Linked DNA regions of Anser cygnoides: all the other regions are linked to region 2. The links are chromatin contacts, called in public Hi-C maps. All regions are on one chromosome and are shown on one strand. Each heading gives the region's core, a stretch centred on a gene start, on an enhancer-like site or on the middle of the called end of the contact. The rest is flanking DNA. Distances are from core to core; before and after follow the strand shown. Region 1 overlaps LOC106038676 (a long non-coding RNA gene). Region 2 holds the start of CFI (complement factor I). Region 3 holds the start of ENPEP (glutamyl aminopeptidase).

Evidence for each region. Hi-C and Micro-C count contacts between places; a contact is called where the count stands out from the background.
Region 1: a Hi-C map of liver shows a contact between it and region 2, with 9 times the contacts expected there. The contact joins the enhancer-like site here to the promoter of CFI in region 2. A contact is called at or near these places in 2 of 7 Hi-C or Micro-C datasets (both in liver).
Region 3: a Hi-C map of liver shows a contact between it and region 2, with 14 times the contacts expected there. The contact joins the promoter of ENPEP here to the promoter of CFI in region 2. A contact is called at or near these places in 2 of 7 Hi-C or Micro-C datasets (both in liver).

The regions. Positions count from the first base shown.
Region 1 is chr4:76,896,898-76,900,179 of Taihu_goose_T2T_genome, forward strand. It overlaps LOC106038676 (a long non-coding RNA gene), which reads right to left. Exons shown (of 3, transcript XR_001208765.3): 2 at 2,397-2,635; 3 at 1,996-2,233. Among named protein-coding and RNA genes, the nearest start is that of PITX2, 38 kb to the right of the region's middle. Within about 2 kb of position 1,429, at least 2 of the 3 cell types and tissues checked have open chromatin away from gene starts, as enhancers often do. A contact at or near this core is called in liver, where this site is marked.
Region 2 is chr4:76,571,922-76,575,147 of Taihu_goose_T2T_genome, forward strand. CFI (complement factor I) reads right to left here and starts at 1,627. Exons shown (of 12, transcript XM_013185305.3): 1 at 1,284-1,627. The coding sequence starts at 1,337. GAR1 (GAR1 ribonucleoprotein) reads left to right here and starts at 1,628. Exons shown (of 7, transcript XM_066996437.1): 1 at 1,628-1,737; 2 at 2,021-2,237; 3 at 2,318-2,472. The coding sequence starts at 2,039.
Region 3 is chr4:76,857,267-76,860,712 of Taihu_goose_T2T_genome, forward strand. ENPEP (glutamyl aminopeptidase) reads left to right here and starts at 1,557. Exons shown (of 20, transcript XM_013185387.3): 1 at 1,557-2,426. The coding sequence starts at 1,795.

The DNA.
Region 1 (3,282 bases), core at 179-2,678, 320 kb after region 2:
TCACTAGCTGTTTCAGTAATCTCTCACATACGGAAATCCTTTCAATATCAACCCTCTGTTCTTCACACACTGATGTCCAGGGATTTGTCTGTTTGCTGGTGGTTTAATGACGCTGAAGCAATGTGTACAGGTGGTCTCAAGAAGCAGGCAGACAGGGAAAGGAAGAGATCCAGGCATGAGAGAGCACTGGAGTCTAACTCTACGAAAGGGAGGCTGGGGATACAAGATTCTTATTTTTAATAAGAATTAAACCTTAATTTTAAGTAGATGGTGGAGTTGTATGTGCGATATCCACTGTACAACCTTTGCTTTAGCTTAAATTATCAATGCTAACTTTTCTTTGGAGATGGATGAAATGGCCAGGTGACCTCTAAATATCCTTTCCAGCACTTCTGAATTTTTTTAAACAACTTGCAGTGAACTAGAGTCTAGTCACAGATACATTTTCTTCCAGGGAGTGCAAAGCCAGTTGCATATCATGAGGTCCTGCCACAGCAGCTTTCCCATTCTGCATTGTCTGCTGTCAAATTCATTCAAACAGCTTGGTGAAGAAGCCAGTCCAGCCAGGAGCCGCATGCCACAGAGCTACAGATCTCACACCTGTAGCAGGTCTGCAACTTCAGGGTATTTTCATGTCTTTTGCAAAGAGGGAGCCTGAAACAAAACAACTGCAGGACACTCTCCAGAGGATAGTCACTGTAGCTATAGCCAGAGAAAAAGTTGCAGGACATTATGGCAAGAAGTTGTTAATGCCGCAGATCAAGTTCTTATGAGCCAAAATAGTTGCTGTGGCAGTCTAGGAGGCAGATTTTGCAGGTGTCTGGTGGGCAGCCAAAAACAGATTTGATTCATTTATTTTAGCAAATGCTCTCTTTCAGCAAACTGAAATTATGGCCCACCCAGGTTCGTTAAGCAAGTTCAGATGGAGAAAACACTGCGGACCTGAAGCTACAAAATCACTGATGAAAAGTCACCAGCTCCCTTTTTCTCAGGCTGGAGCACTTACAAAGAAAGCAAGCAGATCAAGGCTCGGTTCCATCTCCTCCACAGAAATGCAAGAGAATTCTTCCACGTGACAATATACCAGGCCTGGTCGTTCAAATTCCCACGTGGTACTTAAATAATAGTCAGGACTAAAAGCAAATGAGTAGCTTTCTAGTTTGGTCCTTCACATGAGTATCTGAAAACACAGGAATGCCAGACTGCTGTATTTTATTATTACTTTAAGTACAGATGGATGTCCTCAACAGAGACTGCTAATAAGCTCAGACCTGCATTAACAGGCCCTAAGCAAATACAAACGCATAGGATCAGAGTTGTAGAGTACAGCGGTTTGAGCAACAGCCCGAAAGGGAAGGCATGCGGTTTGAAATTCTCTCCAGCAGAAACAATAATTCACCAAGTCTTCCACCTCCCGCACAAGGTCTCCGACCGCTGCACGTAAGGGGCGTTCCTCTGCTCTGGCGCTCTGGTAAAGGCAGCCCTTCTTGTACTTTACCACTTCAAGGACCCCAAACCAAAAGGCTGAGCCCTGTGGAAGGGCACAGTTCTGTGTCAGGCTAGGCAAGATTTCAGCTTTTCATTTCCCCTGCCCAAAACAAAGCTCCATTCAAGCCGCACAGGCTCGCTCCTCTCCTCCCTAGTTCAGGAGAAAAACAAACAAACAAAAATGTGCTCCCCTAGCGAGTGCCCCAAAATAACACAACTGCTGGCTTCACACGCGGGCTGCCGAGCTTCCCAGCCAGACTGCAAGGGAGGAAAGACAAGCTCCAGGCAGGAAAGTGAACCAACACAAACTGGGAGGTGAACCAGAGCAAACTACACCCTCAGGTATCGCCCTAGCCACAAAACAGAAGCACACAATTGCGCAATTTGAGAAAGGCTGATGCAAGCAGGGGCAGGTTTTCATGAACACTGTCAGTCACTGCTTTATTACAAACACGGAACAGCCAGCAGAGCCAACAACATGCAATTTGCATTGGAACAACACAACCTAGGAGAAGGTCAGCCATGGCAAAGATCAGATTGCAGGAGAGGGAAATCAGTTAGGCAGCCAAACAGCATGTCGTAGTTGGCATCGGAGCAGCCTGGCCAGAAAAGTCAGGGCTAGGATGAAGGACGTTGTTCATGTGAGCACGCTATGCTAACAAGCCAATGCGGCTTCCAGAGCAGAGCTGGTGCCTCCTGCTCCAATTGCTCCACACGCTGGACAGACTGCTACCCACGGCCACATCTGTAGAGGCATGATTAAAAGAGAAGAGAGCAAGGAGAGAAACGTTTGGTCATCTGTGCATTTTGAAAGGCTGGAGAACACAACATCAGTCCAAAACAATCTGATCTGATGGATGGGTGATTTCACTCGGGAAAAAAATAAAAACAAAACATTTCTGGAGTACCTTCCGGGCTGTCCAAGTGAACACGGAAACAATGTGCAGGACTTGGGACCAGAGAGGCATTTAAGTTGACAAAGTAGTTTGACAGACATGTCCTGGTGACACACGTCCTATCCTGGGTGTTGTTTGTTTAACCATGCCTATTTTTGACGTTAACAGCTCTGCACAAGTTATTGAAGAGTTCCTGAAATATTTTAAAAATTGTTTTAGATGTAGTTCCTTACATAGGAGATGAATGCAACCTATCAAAGACAAATCAGATGGGGAGATTAGGACAGAAAAGAGTAAGCATCAGAAAACATGTTAGAGAAATAACGGCATTAAGTTTTTGCTATGGGAAAGGTATTGCCCCCCCAAACATATATCAAAGTAAAACATAAACTTGTAGGAAAGTAAAAAGTAAATGTAGTAAAAAGTAAAGTAAAGGTAAAATATTAAAATGTTTACTACTATAATTAGGAGCTATTGCTCAAATACATCTTAACAGGCAACTCGAAAATTATAATCTATTTTCTGTGTGCACCAGAAAAAATGAATATGGTGATCTGGGAAATGTGGTTTGTCTGTGCATTTTCTAATCTCACGGGGTTGTAATAGCTAGAATGAGTTTATGGTTAAAAGGATGGAAATAAATAGGATATTCATGCAGAAGCATCATGGAGATAGAAATGAACTTTTTTCCGCCTCGTAAAAGAAAAACAACAGCAACGACAACAAAAACCATACTCCTTTGTCGAAGACGAGAACATGCAGTGAAAAGATTTTCCTATTTTTATTTCTCCGCAGTGTATTAAGAGCATCCTCTAGTGACGGTTAGCAGTCATTGCATTTAATTATACCGGCTTTAACACAGCGTGCTTAACTGTTTGAAATACATCTTAAGAAAACA
Region 2 (3,226 bases), core at 377-2,876:
CTCCACAACAATGGGATTGTAAACAACTTAAAACATAAGGGGACTTAAACATCAGAAAAATAAAATTTTAAAAAGTAGCAACTTGATTTTTTTTTGAGACCTTTTCATTGGTCCAGTTGGCTTTGAGTTTAACTACCACTTATAAATATTTAGGAACTACTTAGAAGCGAATAAAGAAGTCTAAAATTAATTATTTGTTTCAAGGCAAGACTGCTGAAGCAATAAGTGTACGTATCTTCAAGAAATGTGAAAAATAAATGCTCCTCCTTATCAGTTCTCTTCCTCTATCTCGCAGAGCAGTGGATTTGTGGTGGGGTTGCTGGCTGTTACTGGACCGCAAGTATGGATCCTGATCCTCCATCTGACTGTCTAGGTGAGCCATTGCTGGCTGCGTGCTTTTGCTTACTAAGATCTATGAGTAGGAAGAATGTTGAAGCTTGAAAAATGTATGGATGGACTTTGCATAAACGCGGGAGAGAAAGCCAGTAGTCAAATGGGATTTATCAGCTTTCACTGTGTCCACCGAATCAATAGAGCCTAAGTTTAAAGTTCTCGTGAAGAAATCCTGGCCTGAGTAAAGTCAGCAGGGATGTTGCTGGGGCAGAAATTAATCCTCCCCCCACCGCCCACCCCCCTTTAATGACTGTATGATCTTAATAAATTCTTCCTGCTCTCCTCAGGTCAGTAGAATCCAACGCATTCTTCTTGGATTCACATGGCAAAGCGTGAGCCAGATCTGGCTTGGCACAACTCCCGTATCGCACTAGGCGTTTCTCCCAAGTCCTGAGTGAACAGCCATCAGAAAGCGTTGCTTTTTACCTGGGGGCTTCTCTGAAAGGCTCGGGGTTTGCTGAACACCGAGCCTGCCTGGACTTCATGACAGACTTCTGCTGGAAGAGGTTCCCCAGCACAACCTCAGGCCTTTCAACACGCGGCGTCGCCACGTTAGAAGTTAAGGCTGTGGTCTCATTTCTCAGAAAAGGGGGAGAGGGGAAATTGCTGCACCTTTGTGGGGTCAGCCATGCCTGCAAATTGGCTGCGGGATAGGATCACGATTAAAACCTTTTCCAGAAGCCTGTTCATGTAATCCCCTGGCAGAATCGATATGCGAAGTAGCAAGACTCAGATAGGCAAACCAGGCTGGAGAAAAACGTATGAAATACAAAAACTGTGAAACTTTTTTAAAAAATCAGCTGGCTTTGTTTTCATAGTAACGACCTTCTAACTGCTTTACGAGTATCATTTAATTAAGTTAATGATCCCCCAACGCAACAAATCCTTACCTCCGCTCCACAAACCCAAAGGAGGGACAAGCACGCCACGAATACCGCCCTCATGGCCGAGCTTTCTCCCTGTCCGCAGCGGAGCCCTGCGGCCGGGGTCCCCCTGGTCGCCCCTGGGCAGATCTGTGTCTAATTTTTAACCACCAGCCCGATTTTTTTTTTTTTTTTAAAAAGCGGGCGTGAAAACGGCGCAGGGGAAGCCTTAACCATTAACCCACGGACCTGCCCTGGCCACGCGGCTCAGTTTAACTCGTTTTAGCGTGGACGCGAGATAAGAAAACGCAACAAGCGGGAGATAAGAGGATGTAAAGGCCGGGTGGGAGACGACGCCAGCACAACCCCTGGCAAAACCTCCCCCCTTTTGCGACACTGCCGCGCGGCCCTCGCTCTCCTTTGCGGCAGGCGGAGCGCTTGGCGGGCCGCCCTGACAACGCCGGCGCCCGCGTGTGCAGGGGTAGGCGCGCGTGGGGCCCGGCCGTTACGGCCGTTAAAACCGTTAGGGCCCTTGGGGACCGGCCAAACCGCCTCCGAGCCGGGAGGGGAGACGGCCCTGAGGGAGGCCGGGCCCGGTGGAGGGGCCGGGGGTGTCCGCTGCCCCCCCCATGTCTGTCCCGCGTGTTTTTAGCCAGGGTAGAAGCAGCTAGCCATCGCACAGGGCCGCCGGTGACCTTCGTTCGCACCTCATCAACTCGTAAATGTCTTTTGCTTCTTAACCAGGTGGTTTTGTGCCTTCGCAGTCTAGGAGGAGGTAGAGGATGAGTTTCCGTGGGAGAGGAGGTGGAGGAGGAAGAGGTGGCGGAGGAGGAGGAAGAGGAGGCGGCTTTAATCGTGGAGGAGGCGGTGGCGACAGAGGTGGCTTTAATCGTGGTGGACGAGGAGGCTTCGGACGGGGAGGCGGCCGAGGAGGCTTCAACAGAGGCGGATACGACCAGGGGCCTCCAGAAACGGTAGTTTGTAAGTTACACGAAGAGATTCTGTTTCTTTAACGTAAAAGGACTATTCAAGATCTTCAGCTTGTTTGTCGTTTATTTCAGTATTAGGAGAGTTCATGCATCCGTGTGAAGATGAACTCATCTGTAAGTGTAAAACAGAAGAAAACAGGGTGCCTTATTTCAACGCACCCGTGTACCTGGATAATAAGGAACAGATTGGCAAAGTGGATGAAATCTTTGGACAGCTACAAGATTTTGTATCCTTCAAAAATGTGTGACATGGTGTTTGCTTTTTAAGGGCTGATTGACCATTCAAAAGGTTTGATGTAGAACTTGAAAACAGTTCATTTTCCTGTCCCTCTCTAAATGGGGAGTAAACACACAGGTTTAAAACCTTCTCACAGTCTGAATGTATTAACTTACAGGTTTGCTTTCTGCATCAGGATTATTTGAGCTTCAGAAACTTGTTTTCCTCTTACAGTGTACCAAGAAATAAAAAGGGGGCTGGAGTGTATTTTGCAGCTCCTTGGTTCTCCAAAGAACCAAACCAAGAACCAAAGAACCAAACTCCAAATCTTGAGTTTTATTGAGCAGAGTTGGCCAGCAGCAGCTCGCGATCTTTGGGAACTACACACAAATGCCCTTACATGCTGAAGAGTCACAGGATAAGTAGAGGGTTGCCTGTGGAGCTGCAGAGTGGCCACCACATCCCTGTAGGATAAGGATGAGCTTGTGCTTGGGTTGAGCAGCCCCTGCTGCCTCATCTCATCCCCCAGTCAGGCAGTCGTACGAGCCAGCACAGCACTAGCAAAGGCCCTGCAGCATCTCTGCTGTTCCAGATACACCCTGTGGTCACTCTGGAGCTATAGAGATAGTTACTGGCCAAGCAGATTTGTTTCTTTACAATTACATTTTTATATACTCTTTTCACCAGTATGTTCTTTTTTATGCCTTGATACATGGGAAGAAAAACAATTTACCACAAAATACAGCGTTTGTAACTATGAGGAA
Region 3 (3,446 bases), core at 307-2,806, 290 kb after region 2:
TCACGAGAGGGAAATGGGAAACAATAAAACCAGACATAATATGAAACAGATTTTTAGCTTTCTGCTTGAATTTTTTTTATTTTTTTCCTTTTCCTTTTTTTTTTTCACTTTTGAAAGTATCTGAGTAAGAGTTAACTTGATGCTCTGGAAAAAAAAAAAAAAGACCTTTTCTTTTCTCAATTCCTGATGGAAAACTTTGCCCTTAAAAGAAGAAGCAATATAAATAGTAGTGTGCTATAAGAGTGCTGATGTGGATTGGGTGGCTAAAGTTCCTGGTGGTGGCTGGCGAATATTTCAAAGGGAGACTTACAAAGCTTGGGAGCAGATTCATTTCTAAAAAGACTGAATAGACTGGATGAAACCTATTCTGGAAAGGCTCCTTCCCTGAGACAGTGTGTCTCACTGGGAGCATGTGTTCACTAATTCTAAGTCTTGAATCTCCCTGTCCAGGTAAAACTTTATCTATCCTAAAAGAAAAAAAAAAAAAAAAAAAAGAAAAGAGGCTCAGTAGTCAGAGAATTGTAACTGATGTGAAGAGCAACGTTAATCTATCTCATTATAAACTAAAACAGGAGGCACGAAGCCAAACTGATGTGCCTGATTTAAAACCTACTGAAATGGGCTCTGTAAGTGGAGGAAAAGGGTTAAGAGAGCTGAAGACTGAGGTTTCTATTCTATTGTTTTCCTTTAGTTCTATGTCAAACAAGGTCAAGACTCAGTTTGGTGTTACATTAGCAACACCTTGCTTGCAAGCTTAGCAAGGCATTACTTATAATAAGGTTTTCCAGGCAGAACTGGGCTCTGTTCAATTAATTTGTTTCAATGAAGCGCCACATTGCGATGACATGCAGTAAATGCTGAGTTAGATTTTTAGTACATAAATCATCCAACTGCGTATTTAGAAGTGTCCCTCCCAGCGAGGGTTCACGGGCAGCTCTGCAATTGCACTGACCAACAAGGCAGCCATATCCCAGGCTGCCTGTGCATGCACGGTCATGAGCAGTCTCCTGGAAAATTGGCCCTATGAGACAAAAAGAATTGGACATGTTTTAAAGTTTGAAGTCAGCGATGAAGATTTATCATTCCGCTGTACATTCTTCTGCCTGCAACTGCCTCGAATTACACAGCAGAGGTAAATGAGCCTAGAAAAGAGGCGAAACAGTTGAAAAGCCCTTGAAAGATGTATGTGATTTTGCTGGATTTTTGAGACTTTAGAGATGTCATTTCACAAACTATAGGGTGGAAGTTCAAGGAAATCCTTGCTAGTAAGAGGGAAAAAAACCCTGCAACCTCAAAAACCCAAACAAGACACAGCAAGGTAAAAAAAGGAAGAGGCAGTGGCAAAGGTTGAGGTTTTGGAGCAGTTACACCTCTATCTGCAAACTCCTTCTGAAAGCTGCTGACAGAGCTTTGGCATCTGATCATCTCCTAACTGCTGATTAACATAGCACTGTTTTATATTTAACTCAGGCCGGAGCAGGAGGGGCTGGGGGTGGGGTTGTGCTGCTTATAAGGGGAGTGCAGTGGGAACAATGTTCCTCTGTGTCGGTTCCCTCGGTCTCCCTGCCCAGCTGCACTCCTTTTGATCATTCATGTTTCCTCTAAATGCATGTTATCTTTAATTAATTGAGTGCCTTGCGGAAAGCGAGGTGGGGGAGACAGAGAGAGAACAGCTATAGCTACACAATTAACGTACAAACCAAGTCTGCTGAGTTTACCGAAAGCAAGTGCTGAATTGACTAATAAGCTTTATATGGTTAATGTTTTGCTCTGAGAACAGACCCGGGAGCTGAGATGGAGGACATGGATCTCGAGGATAAGAAGCCCAAGAAGTACTGCATGAAGACAAAGCATGTGGCTATTATCTGTGGCGTTGTGGCCATTGTAGGTCTTGCTGTGGGGCTTGGTGTGGGACTGACCAGACCTAAATCGCAGCAGTCTTCAGCGGAAACAGATAAGCCAAATCAGCCAGATCAGCCAACAACCTCTCCTCCCACAGTGGATGCAGGTTCCTGTCCTCCTAAAAATGATGATACTGGCGAGTGGAGACATTTCAGACTACCCACTTACGTGAAGCCTTTCCACTATGACCTGGAAGTGAAGCCTGAGATGGAGGCAGACATTTACACAGGGACAGTCAGTATTTATATCGCTTTGGAAAAATCTACCACCCACCTGTGGCTCCATCTGCGAGAGACCAAGATTACAGAAAGGCCCACGCTCAAGAAATCCTCAGGACAGCAGATTGCTGTGACTGACTGCTTTGAGTACACACCACAAGAGTACATAGTGATGAAGGCAGAAGCGGAGCTCCCTGTCACTGATGAGAATGACCCTTATATACTCACCCTGAAGTTTCAAGGCTGGCTGAATGGTTCCCTGGTTGGCTTTTATAGGACCACCTACACTGAGAACGGACAGACTAAGTAAAGGAAATTTTCTTTTATTTATTAAATGTTCTTCTCTATTCCTACTTGCTGAGACCTGCTCTATTCCTGTGTCAGCTTCTCAGTCTTGTCTCTCACCAACTTGCTGACATTTCTGGGCTGCTCTTTAATTTTGTCATTCCCCTAAGGAAGATGTTGTATTCAAAATCTTTTGGCTGTTGACAAGAGCGCGCTGGAGAGCTGGGGGCTTCTGTTATTATTTTGAAAATTTGAAAAGCTTTTCCAAACTCTACTGGTCCCAGGTTACCCTTGAGCATTACAAAAGGCTCCCTCAGAGAGGTAGAGGGACTGAGGCCTGTTTTTTAGCTCCATAGTCCAATAAATAACATACAGCTCTCACAACGCACTGGTCACCCCCAGAGTAATAGTTTTGGTGTGAAATGCTCTTGTGATACTTTTCCTGACATTGTGCCTCCTTGATGTTGCAAGCCTGAGGAATATCCAAACTCTGTCCCTTCTGTAGCTGGTTTAAATTATGAGTTAGGGAGATCTGAACTATGAAGGTTATCTCTGACTTGAAGTTTCTCTGCTCCAGCTCTTCTTTTTTAACATATCAGTAGTTATTGATATAAGCTTCTTGTGGTTCGTTTAACCCACTTCACTTCCCAGTTTTGCACCACTTCAAGGGGAAAGCCTGAAAAAGCCATTTCTCAGTGCTCAGGGGCAAAACTTCTCACTTAATGCATGGAAAGGGCACAATACCATCCATTTTACAGTATCTACATTTCTGAAGTGACTTAGGCCAGCCTTTAAAACTAGAAGATAAACTTGGCTAGACTCTTCTAGGGTCTTGTTTCAGGAACACAAAGCCAAACATTGGTCTGTTTTCATGGCACTTTTTTTGCCTTCCTGGGACAACAGTGTCATGAGTGAGAGTTGCATCAGCTTCATTCAACTGCTGGCAGGCAGTGCCAGGAGTAGTAGCAGTGACAGGCACCAGCAGCAGAAAATTCAGGAAGCAGAGAAAAAAGCAAGCACTCATTTTTATGTGTAAACATG